Regions from separate parts of the Sus scrofa genome. Here region 1 is linked to region 2. A link is a contact called in public Hi-C data. All regions are on one chromosome and are shown on one strand. Each heading gives the region's core, a stretch centred on a gene start, on an enhancer-like site or on the middle of the called end of the contact. The rest is flanking DNA. Distances are from core to core; before and after follow the strand shown. Region 1 has its middle 13 kb from the start of SCN5A. Region 2 overlaps EXOG (nuclease EXOG, mitochondrial).

Region 1 (5,852 bases), core at 1,206-3,705, 110 kb before region 2:
GTGACATCCCTTGAGCAGAACACTTAAGGCTTGTGCACCCTTCCATATGTAGGTTACAGTTCAATAGAAGTTGAACATAAAAAGAAATGCCTGGGGTGGTAAGAACACATAAGAGACCCCATAGGTACAAACACCGATACTGCCTATTTTACAGAGATGTGTACATATTTAAAGATCTGTGTTAGCTCTAAGAGAGGTGCCTAAGTAGGAAAGGAGATGACAGTGAGGTGGGATGGAGGGGCGAAGAAATAAAAGAAAGTGATGCAAAAGAGGAATCCTGTGCAGATGCACAATGACAGAGTGCTTAACTTAACTTTGAACCTGAGGTAAAGGGAAGGGTGGAATAAAGGAAACATTAGTTTTAAAAATCTTGTTCTCTGACTGCCAACTGCATCTTCCTGCTTTAATTAAATAGAGCCTGGAGAAGAGAAGGGAATACCCCAGGTCTCAGCAAGGGCTCCTTGGTGGAGGTGGCCCTTTCCTGGCCCGCTGACCTTTCCTACCCTCTTCGGCCACTCTAGGACCACCAGGTATGTTGGCTTAATCTCCGAATCAGAACTGAATCAGATAAAGGTGAGTTCAAAAATGGTAAAAAAGAAAAAGAACTGAATCAGAGGTATGGTTCCTTCCTCTTATGGGCACCTCTCTCCTCATTTAAATTTGGGGTGCATGCCTCTCCTGCTGGCAACACGCAAGTACCCAGCACTAAGGAAGAACGTGAAAACCCCATCTCTGTTCGATGTAGACAAAGCAGGGGACCTCTCTAGCTCACCCCCAGCAACCTTCATTCTGGCTCAGTCTCCTTCTTGGCCCGGTGTCCGTCTGCAAGTTTGAATCTTCATTCAGGGTCCAGAAGCCTGGTGGAAGACCTCAGGGAGGACCCAGATTCTCCTGCCCTCTCCTCTCACCTAAGAGGCAGAGGCTCAGGTGGTCCCACAACTGGCTGAAAAAAATTGACATTGCCTGCACTTCCGGCTATGGCCGCTAGTGGGAGATGCTAGCCAACCTGAGTCCCATCTGGGGGCTAGGAGGAGGCAGCAGGACTACCTTCAGTTCATCTGTCTGGCAGCCAGCCATCCTATCAGACCCAGGGCCAGAAAGCGTCCTTTGCCTGAACTTCCCTGTAGACCGGTTCTCTTACTGATTCCCCTACTCTGGGAAGCTGGGTTGACCCAGCTTCTCCTGCAGGCATGGGTACCTCCTCAGTATATATGTGAGGCACCCAGTGATCTCTGGAACCCCACACCCAGATCCCAAATGGAGGATGACCCCCCCCCACACACACACACCGTGACTTCTCCAAAATCCCAATAATGGAGGGGCTGGTTTCAGCCTCTGGGTCCCCAAACACAGCACCTGGGTCCCTCTTAGACCTCAGCACCCATCTTGCCCTCCAAGAGCAATCCTTACCTCTAGGAGCCTTGAATATGCATCGGGAGAGATGAGAAGCCTGCTGGGAAAGAACGTAAAGACTGTGTGTGTGCATGTGTACTGGTACGTGTGCTTTTGTGATGGTTCTGGACGTTAGCCTGTCCCATCCAATGATGCTACTGGTCTGTGAGCAAAAAGCTGGTGGCCTGTTACTTTTCAACAAGGATGTGTGTTCCTGGGTATGTCTCCCTGTGGGTCAGCCTGTGTATGTGAGTGACTGTGCTTGTCAGTGTCTGGTCTTTGCGTGAGACAGTCTTATCTGTGTCAGCATGTGAGTGCCTCATGTGTGTCAAGGTGTAGGTTGTCTTAGTTCAACAGGGTGAAGTGAGTGGGTTTCGGTGTGGGTGTCTCTGGGTTTGTTGGTTGTGTCTGATGTGTTGGTTGTTTCTGTCTGGGTGTGTGTTTCTGTCAGTGCCTGTGTCAGTCTGTGTTTATGTGTCAGTATAGGTGTCTACCATTGTGCAGACTTCTCTGCTGGCTGGCTGTGTATTTGTCTAGAAGCCTGGTTCTGTGTGTGTGTGTGTGTCTCTGTGTCAGTGTGTCAGTGGATGTGTGTCTGAGTCATCCAGGTGTCCCTGAGTTTGTCAGAGTATATCTGCCTCAATGTCTGTGTGTGTCAATGATGTCTGCATGTGTCCGTGTGGGTGTCTGTGTGTCGGTGACAGAGGGTGTCTTCGAGTGTCAGTGTATGTCCCTTTCCTTGGGGGTGGGTGGCTAGGGTAGGGTCCCCAAGTTAGTGAGGATGTGTGCGTGTGTACTCTGCGTGTGCCAAGCTGTGTGCCTGTTCATGTCCGCGTAGGTGGCTAACTGGAGAAGCGTCGCTGGGTCGCTGTGTGTGTACCCCCGCGTGTGCCATGTCTGCACGCGTCTGTCCACGTCCGCGTGGGCAGCTGTCTGTGGCGGGGCGTCCCCGGGTCAGCACCTGGGTGTGTGCTCCAGCGGCGGGTGCCCAGGGTTCACCCTCAGAGCGGGCGGAGCGCCACGTGTGGAGCCCCAGGCTCGTTGCTCTGGGGCGGAGCCAGCCCGGGGCCCCAAGCCCCAGGCCGAGCCCAGGCGGGGCCCGCCCCCGACCCCGCCCCCAGCCCGAGCCCGCGCCGCCCGCCGAGCCCCGGAGCCGGAGCCGAGCAGCGGAGCCGAGACGGCGGCAGCGCCCGTGGGATGCGGGGATCGCGCCCCCGGGGCCGCTGAGCCCGAGCCCAGTACCCTGAGCCCCGCACCAAGCCGAGTCCGAGCCGCAGCCGCAGCCGCCCATCTCGGGGCCCGGGCAGGGGGACCAGCAGGTGAGCAAGCACCCCCACTCCTGGCAGCCCCGGCCCGGCCGGAACCCCCTTAGCCCGCTGCCGCCCAACTTTCCTCCTTGAGGGTCCAACCCTTCAAGCCCTGCGCGCCCCCTCCCCTGCCCTGGGTCCACCGGCAGACTCCCTCCCCATCGCTGCCCCGAGAGTGGGAAGGGGCGAAGAAGGGGCGCAGAGCAGCCTGGCTGGAGGGGATCCCCAGGAGGGGGGCGTCTCTAATCGCCGCGAGCCCCCTCCCCTTCCCTTTCCTTTCGGGTTTCCCAGTGCGCTGTCGAGGGCCGGGGGAGGGGGAGCTGTGGCCCCGGCTTCTCTGCCGACCCTGGTACAGGCTCCGGGAGGGTCTGAGATTGGAACCTGGATTCCTGAGGCCGGAGACCCCAAGGTCAGAGCAGCGACTAGGCGCGCAGCGAGTGTGGTTCCAGAGAGCGGGGGAGTGGGGCGGGAATGGAGGGAGGGGCCATGCACTCCCTTTTTCTGGACCGGGTCTGCTGGAGGTGCCCTCTCTGGGGTGAGATCTCTGCTGGTCCTGACAGGGGACAGATCTCTGTGGGCCCCGAAGGGGGAGATTTATACGGTGTGTCCTATCTCTGTGCGCTCTGATCATGAAGAGATCTCTGTGCCCTCTAACACCTTAAAGGGGACACATCTGATCTCTGTGAGGCTTGCAGGCAGAGAGAGCTCCATGTGTTCTCCACAGAGGAGATTTCTGTGCCCTGGTATGAGGAGAGTTCTTTGCCCTCCTAGCTCTGACTGGGGCCAATCCAAGTGCCCTGACTGACATAGGCCGGCTTTTGGCCTCCTTGTTATTCGATCATCTGATGGCACCCTGGGAGGAAGTGGAGGTGCCTGGCCTTGTGGGGACTGGAAGTATCGAGAGTGCTGGTGGTGGAGGAAATCCTGGGGACAAGGCCCCTGGCCTTAGGCCTGCCTTGCAAACACCTGTTGGAGGCCAGCGCACAGCCGAGGCAAGAAGCCATGGCGGAGGCTGTAGCAGGAGTCATCTCCTCTCCTTAGTGCTTTGAGACCAGCAGGGCTGGTGGGATCAGTCTTCTCTTGAGGTTCCGGGATGGTATTCCGTTCCCCCAGCTGTCTCCTCCCGTCCTCCCATCCTGCTGAGACCCCAGGCACTTCTGCAGGGAGCCTAGACCTCCCATGACCCCACCATGCTGCAGCATGTCCGCCCTCTCCTGATTCCCACCATCCCATCAGATCCAGAGGGACCCTGAGCAGGGGAGGCCCAGGCCCCTGCTGCTGCCCTCAACTCCCCCCCTCCCCATTCGACTTGGGCAGGTGCATGTGAGTGGGCGGCAGTGGAGCTGGAAGGTGGAAAGAGGGTGGCACAAGCTAATAGCTCAAGCCCTGCTGCAGTCACAGGAGCATGAGAGGAGGGGACGGACTGAGTACAGCCAGAGTGCAGAACACAGATTTTATGCTGGAATGGCCAGCTTCGTGCTGAAGTGAACCTCAGTAAAGTTTTAATCTAATCCTCTCATCACCACTACATTGTGCAGGGCAAGAAACTGAGGCTGAGAGCAGGTCAAGGACTTATCCAAGGTCACTTAAAGAGTCAGTGGACTGGAGGCCCCATCAGGGTAAAGATGCTTTGATGTCTACTTTCTGAGAGCCAAACTAACCTAGGACTGACCAAAGAGAATCTGAGCAGAATGGGAACTGACCCGGGGGTGCCACATACCAGTGGCAGCCAGTGTGGCATGGGCAGCTGCCATGCTTTTGGGGTGCTTGGCCCCAACTCCGTGTGTGAAGTTCTTCTGGAAAGTTTCCAGGATCGACTCACTCAGCATGAAGATGGAGCTTGGAGGAGTGGTGAGAATTACCAGAGGCAGCTGGGAGTTGGGGAGCACAGGAGGCTGGTGCTCAGGAAACCCAAGGAGAAGGGAGGCCTGAGGGCAACCTGGGCCAGTGGTAAATGGCAGTCTCTGTTCTGTTCATGGGAGGCTGGTTCCTGCTCACCCTTGGGAAGGTTATTAGAAGAGCATGCAATGACAGTAGTGTGTCCCCATAGCCCACCCAAAAGAGGAGTGATTGCCTTTGGCCAGGAGAGTCAAGGGTATCTATCTAACAAAAATAACTTTCCACCTGGGTTTTGAAGGATGAGTAGGAGTTTTCTAGATAGAGACCATGCAGTCCAGCCATCAGGACAAGCATGTACAAAAGCACCACGATGTGAAACAGTATAATTGTTCAGTGACTTGCTGGGTCCTATGGTATGAGAAAGAAGAGTATAAGCTAACATCAAGGTCACAGTCATGGGGGCCCTTGTGAGCTCCGCTCAGGAATTGGGAATTTATCCTCAGTAATGGTACTAAAAATAGCTAACATTCACTGAGTGCTTTCTGCCAGCCAGGCATGGCACTAAGCACTTTATAAGACTCATCTCACTGAATCCTTGCATCAACCCTGGAGGCAGAGACCATAATAATGACCAGTTTGCAGACAGTGAAACTGAAGGCCCAGGGAGGTTAAGTAACTTGCTCAGTGTTACACATCTACTAAGTAGCGGGACCCCAGGTGTCAGTATATCTACCTTGCACTATACCACCTCTCCAGGGCAGACCTTGGATGCCAGCAAAATTTTTTAATTTGAAGGAGAGGAACCAGAAGGTAACCACAGGTGATAGAACCAGCTTCCTTCCCTGTTAAGGAATATGCCACTCTCCCACCCCCAACTTCACTTGCTCACTGAGGTTTACTGCTATAGCCTAACACCATGAGAAGGGGGATGGGCACATGGAGTTTGGGTTGGCAAACCTGATGCAGAACAAGGAGAAGGTGATGGATTTTTCGGGGGCTTGATCTGAACCTGTAGTACTTCCAGGGAGATGTCACCATCCAGCAGTCAGTTGGAGGGAAGGGTCCCGGGTTCAGAAAGGAGGGCTGGACTAGAGGTAAAAACTTGGAATTATCTGTAGAAGCTTGTCCTTGGAGCCATGACAGTGAATTAGATTGCCTAGTAAGAATGCAGACCTGTGGTTCTCTGCCCTGGAGGATTAGCATCACTTAGAAAGGGGTTTATTTCTTTTTGTTTTGTTTGTTTTGGGGCTACACCCACGACATGAGGAAGTTCCAGGGCCGGAGTTGAACCCACACTGCTGCAGCAACACCAGA
Region 2 (5,607 bases), core at 1,457-3,956:
CTGAATAGCCAAAGCAATCTTGAGAAAGGAAAATGGAACTGGAGGAATCAGGCGCCCCAACTTCAGACTGTACCACAAAGCTACTAGTCATTAAAACAGTATGGTCCTGGCACAAAACCAAGAAATACAGGTCAGTGGAATAGCACAGAAAGCCCAGAAATAAACCCACGCAACTATCATCAATAAATCTATGACAATAGAGAAAAGAACAGCCTGTTCAATACGTGATGCTTGGAAAATTGGACAGCTACATGTAAAAGAATGAAATTAGAACACCATACACAAAAATAAATTCAAAATGGATTAAAGATCTAAACATAAGACCAGATACTCTAAAATTCTTAAAGGGAAACATAGGTAGAACACTCTGACATAAATCACAGCCATATCTCTTTGGACCCTCCACCCAGAGTAATGAGAACAGAAACAGAAGTGAACAAATGGGACCTAATTAAAAATGTTTGCACAGCAAAGGAAACCACAAACAAGATGCAAAGTCAACCCACAGAGTGGGAGAAAATATTTGCAAACGTAGTGACCAACAAAGGGATTGATCTCCAAAATATATAAACATCTCATACAGCTTTATATATATAAAATTTTTAAATGGTCAGAAGATCTAAACAGACATTTCTCCAAAGAAGAAAGATGGCCAAAAAGCGCATGAAAAGATGTTCAACATCACTAATTATTAAAGAAACATAAATTTAAAAAAATCATAGTGAGGTTATCACCTCACATCAGTCATAATGATCATCATCAAAACATCTACAAACAGTAGATGCTGAAGAGGGTGTGGAGAAAAGCGAACCTTCCTACACTGTTGGTGGGAATGTAAACTGGTGCAGTCACTGAAGGTACAGAGGTACCTCAAAAAACTAAAATACAACTACCATATGGACCAGCGATCTCATTCCTATGCATATATCCAGAGAAAATCATAATTTGAAAATATACATGCACTCCAATGTTCACTGAAGCACTATTTACAACAGCCAAGACATGGAAGCAAACCTAAATGTCCATCAACAGAGGAATGGATAAAGAAGATGTGGTACATATATACAGTGGAATATTACTAAGCCATAAAAAGTATGAAATAATGCCATTTCCAGCCACATGGATGGCCCTAGAGATTATCATACTAAGTGAAGTTAGTCAGTGAAAGGCAAACATCATATGATATCACTTATATGCGAATCTTCCAAAAACAAAAGGATACAAATGAACTTATTTGCAGAACAGAAACAGACTCTCAGACTTTGAAAGATTTATGGTTACCAAAGGGGACAGGTGGGGGAGGGGGTGGACTGGGAGTTTGGGACTGGCATATGCACACTGAGGTATATAGAATGATTGGCCAATGGGGACCTCCTGAACAGCACAGAGAACTCTACCCAATATTCTGTGATAATCTATGTGGGAAAAGAATCTGAAAGAGAATGGATGTGTGTACATGCATAACTGAATCACTTTGTTGTACAGCAGAAATTATCACAACCTTGTAAATCAACTGTACTTCAGTAAAACTTAAAATAATAATGGCATTTATATCCACACGGATGAACCTAGAGATTATCGTACTAAGTCAGACAAAGACAAATATCATGAGATCACTTATACGTGAAATCTGATAAGTGATACAAATGAACCTATTTACAAAACAGACTCATAGACATAAAAATTTATGGTTGTCCAAGGGAAAAGGTGAGAAGGAGAGATAAATTAGGAAAATGTTATTAACATATACACACTATTATATATAAAATAGATAATTATGGAGTTCCCGCTGTGCACAACGGGATTGCCCACATCTTGGGAGCACTGGGACACAGGTTCGATCCCTGGCCTGGCACAGTGGGTTAAGGATCCAGCTTTGCCATAATTGCAGCTTAGGTTGTGACTGCAGCTTGGATTTTATCCATGGCCTAGAAATTCCATATGCCACAGGGCGGCCAAAAATGAAAAAAAAAAAAAAAATCAACAGGGAAATCTCAATACTGTGTAATAACCTATATGGGAAAGAATCTGGAAGAGATATACGTGTACGTATAGCTGAATCACTTTGCCATACACCTGAAACTAACATTATTAATGAATACGCCAATATAAAATAATCGTTAAAAAAAAAAAAAAAAAAAAACATGAGGACAGCGTCCAAGTCCAGTTTACTCAGCACTGCAGCCAGGCCCTCACTCAGCAGCTGGCACATGGCACTGGCTCAATTCTATGGAGTGTGTGAAGTGGGGGGACAGTAGGGCACCCACCTTAAGCAGTGAGGGGGCCAGGCCTCCCCTCTGACAACTCCAGGTACTACAGCTCAGTCTGGGCCAGTGCAGTGGCTTCCTCACTGTTCTTGAAGCCAAAACTTGGAGTCTAGGGTCTAGGGCCCCTTGTGAGGGTCATTCCTGGATTCCTGAGGCGGCCTCGGAGGTGACAGGCTCATCTAGAGGGAGGGAAGAGTGGGCCTTGTGGTCACCATGCCGCCGCAGCTGTCACCCAGCCGCTCCAGGGTAATGCTGGGCTCCAGGCTCCGTGAGGGACGGATGCCACTCCTGTGTCACAGGGAAGGCATGCGGTCTGGGATCTCAGCCCTTGGCAGGGAGATGCTCCTGGACAGACGTCAGCTCTCACCCCGGGGCCACGGCCCTGGCAAGCTCCCTGCCCCGTGCCAGCCGCTCTTCCGCCTCAGCTCTGACGACCACGAGACTCAGTGCCCGGAGGCTGGGAGGGGCAGGGAGACAGTACAGGCACTCACTCCTGCGGGCGGAGACAGAGCAGGCAGCAGCCGAGAGCTGGGAGATGCCAAAGGCGGCCGCAGATCAGCTGGGAAAGCCACACAACCATGTCTCCTGCCCCAGTCTGCATGACGCTCCAAGGCTCAGAGCTCACCGTCCAGCGTGCTGAGGGCTAGGGAGGGCCAGGCCACTCTCTAGCCCTGCCCCAGTGCCTGGCACAGATAGGAGCCCAGCCATGCTAGCACAGGAGACACCCCCTAAACCCAGCCATTCACCATCTGCTGGGTTCACCCGGAACCTGCATCTGAATCCTTCCTGCCTTTCTGCCCCCGGTGATCCCCGACCCCTTTTCTCACCTACAGCCCCACTTTCCACTCTTCATTCTGGTAGGAAGTCACCTACATGAGATCCTCACCCACGTGGAGAGTCATGTGCAGATTCACACACAGGCACACTCAAGGCACAGCAACCAGGGTCGTGTCAGGGAGGGGGCAGGACAAGACCACAAGGAGAGGCCTGAAATCCCAAGAAGGAACCTCAGGCTTCCCGTTCAATTGCCCTGGACCAGGGCCTCAGGACGTTCCCAGGGAAGAAGCAGGCCAGACAGGCCAGAGGTGGGGGCCAAGGGACTGGTTCAGAAATGACACTCTAAGCCTGAGAGCTGCCAAGCTCTGTCTGGGGGGATCCCAGAGGCACTGCTCTCCTACGGGTGTCCCAAGTCAGCCTGCACGGCAAGGGCGAAGGCCAGGCCAGCCCAAGCCCAGCACGTATAATGGCCACCCTGACAAGCACTTCCTCCCATGCCAGCTCACGGGGCTGGCATCCACGGGCGGCTGCCAGGCACCTGCTGCCGGAGAGAAAAGCCCCATCGCCCCAGCCATTGTGTAGAGACGGGATGGCTCAGATTCCAGAAAGGCGTGCGAGTCCAAACAGAGCCCCCTCCCCGGATGTGGGCTGATCAGCCAGCGGTACGTCCTGTCCTCTGGCCCCACAGTCCTTTGTGCCAGGCCTCTGTGGGCCCAAGCAGGTCTCCAGTTTTGCCATTGGAGATGTGTCTCCTGGGGACCATCTGCCTGCCACTCACCATCTTGGGCTGCACTCCCTCTTCCTGGACGACCAGGGACCAGGCTGTTTCTCCTTGCAAGGCTGTGGGAGGTGCCGCGAGGACAGGGGACAGGGAGGGCTTGGCCGAGAGGAGAGGCCGGCTCAACAGAGGTAATTGGGCCTCCTGTATCCTGTATCAATCCATCACGTTTATAGTCTTCTCTCCAGACAGGAGACAATGAGGAAATGACAAAAGCCAATAAAGCCAATAAATAAAGGGTAATGGAATAACCAGTACGTGCAGCCCATTCCCTGAGCCCCAGAGCCAGGAGCACGGCCGGGCCCCTCCCTCCTGCCTCTGTCTTGACTTCAGCCACAGGCCCCAGGGGACAGGTAAAACTGGTCAACAGTTTTCACGGGGGTGCCTGGCTGGAGCTTCTGCTGCTCAGGCCAAACACTCTGGCGTTGTCCCTGCCTCCTCCTCTCACACACCCCACATCCAACCCAGCAGGAAATCCTATTGGCTCTGCCTTCAAAATACACCCCAAGTCCGACCACTTCTCAGCAGCTCCACCATCACCACGCTGCTCTGACTGCCATCGCCTCTTGCCTGGATTCTTACAAAGGCCTCCTGGCTGGTTCTTCACCCAGACCATTCTGAACACAGCAGCCAGAGGGGTCTATTAAAAGGCAAGTTGGCTCATGCCACTGCTCCACACAAAGCACTCTAGCAGCCTCCATGGCACTCAGAGAACAGCCTGAGCCCTCTGTACCCCCTCAGTACGCTCCCCCCACCCCCAGCATCTGTCTGAGCCCATCTACAACCCTGGCTCTTACTCCACTCGAGCCACATCAGCTCCTTGCTGGCTCGTGCCTAGGCTGTGCACACCTCACGTTAGGATTTCAGCACTGGCTGTTCCCTCTGCCTGCCACACTCTTCCCCGAGAGTGGCATGGCTCCCCTCTTTTCTCTGTCACTTTTGCAGTGAGGCAACCAAGACCATCCTATTTTCTACCCTCTTCAGCCCACTGTTTCTATACTTAAATCAGGTTCAGTGGGATAAAATTTATATATAACAAAATTCACTCTTTTAACTACACAGTGTGATGAGTTTTGACAAGTATAAGCAGTATAGCCACCACCAGAATCAAGATACCAAACATTTTCCTCACACCTTCATGCTCTGGAGGAAAGCTGGACCCCCAAGGGATCCCCTCTCTGGGGGTGTGGGGCAGGGAGGTTGGGAAATCAGTCCACACAGATCTGGGGCTGGTGCCAGGGCATCACAGGGAGTGAAGAGGAGGTGATGAGAGAAGAGGGCAGGCCAGCAGGGCCCAGGCCACTGGCAGGACAGGTCAGAGGCAGCAACTGGGGAGCTGAGGGATAGGAAGACTGGGCAAGCGGAGGGCATCACAGGAGCTGGAGGGCTGGGGGCTCTAGAAGCCCAAAGCAGGGAGACTAGGAGTCAGTGAGGGGCCAGAGTACAGGAGGCATGAGGAAGACCAGAGGCTGGGGTATGGCTGGGGGTGGGGTGGAAGCTCTGGCCTGCCCACTGCACCAGTCTTCCACTTCCACTGCGGGCACTCTTCACACCCACTGTCACCTCCCTGATCATAGGTGGCCCTGCCCAACCCTCTGCCCAGACCCCCTTAGCAGCCCTCTCTCCAAGGGGCGTCACCACCTCCATGCAGCCCTCAACACCTATCTGCAGCCAGGCCCTGGCCGGAGTCCCCCACACCAATTCCCATGCCCTGGCTCAAGACCACCCAGCCCCTTGTGTCTGCCTCCTGCCAGCCTCACTGCTACGGGACCACCTTCTCCCTCT

The links. A called contact is a pair of places that touch in the nucleus more often than the background predicts.
Region 1: a Hi-C map of skeletal muscle shows a contact between it and region 2, with 2.8 times the contacts expected there. The contact joins two enhancer-like sites. A contact is called at or near these places in 6 of 47 Hi-C or Micro-C datasets (embryonic fibroblasts, epiblast stem cells, fetal heart ventricle and 3 more).

The regions. Positions count from the first base shown.
Region 1 is chr13:23,435,109-23,440,960 of Sscrofa11.1, reverse strand. No RefSeq gene overlaps it. Among named protein-coding and RNA genes, the nearest start is that of SCN5A, 13 kb to the right of the region's middle. Within about 2 kb of position 2,455, at least 11 of the 83 cell types and tissues checked have an H3K27ac peak or open chromatin away from gene starts, as enhancers often do. A contact at or near this core is called in skeletal muscle, where this site is marked.
Region 2 is chr13:23,326,905-23,332,511 of Sscrofa11.1, reverse strand. It overlaps EXOG (nuclease EXOG, mitochondrial), which reads right to left. Exons shown (of 11, transcript XR_001300113.2): 11 at 1,975-2,446. Among named protein-coding and RNA genes, the nearest start is that of EXOG, 51 kb to the right of the region's middle. Within about 2 kb of position 2,706, at least 6 of the 83 cell types and tissues checked have an H3K27ac peak or open chromatin away from gene starts, as enhancers often do. A contact at or near this core is called in skeletal muscle, where this site is marked.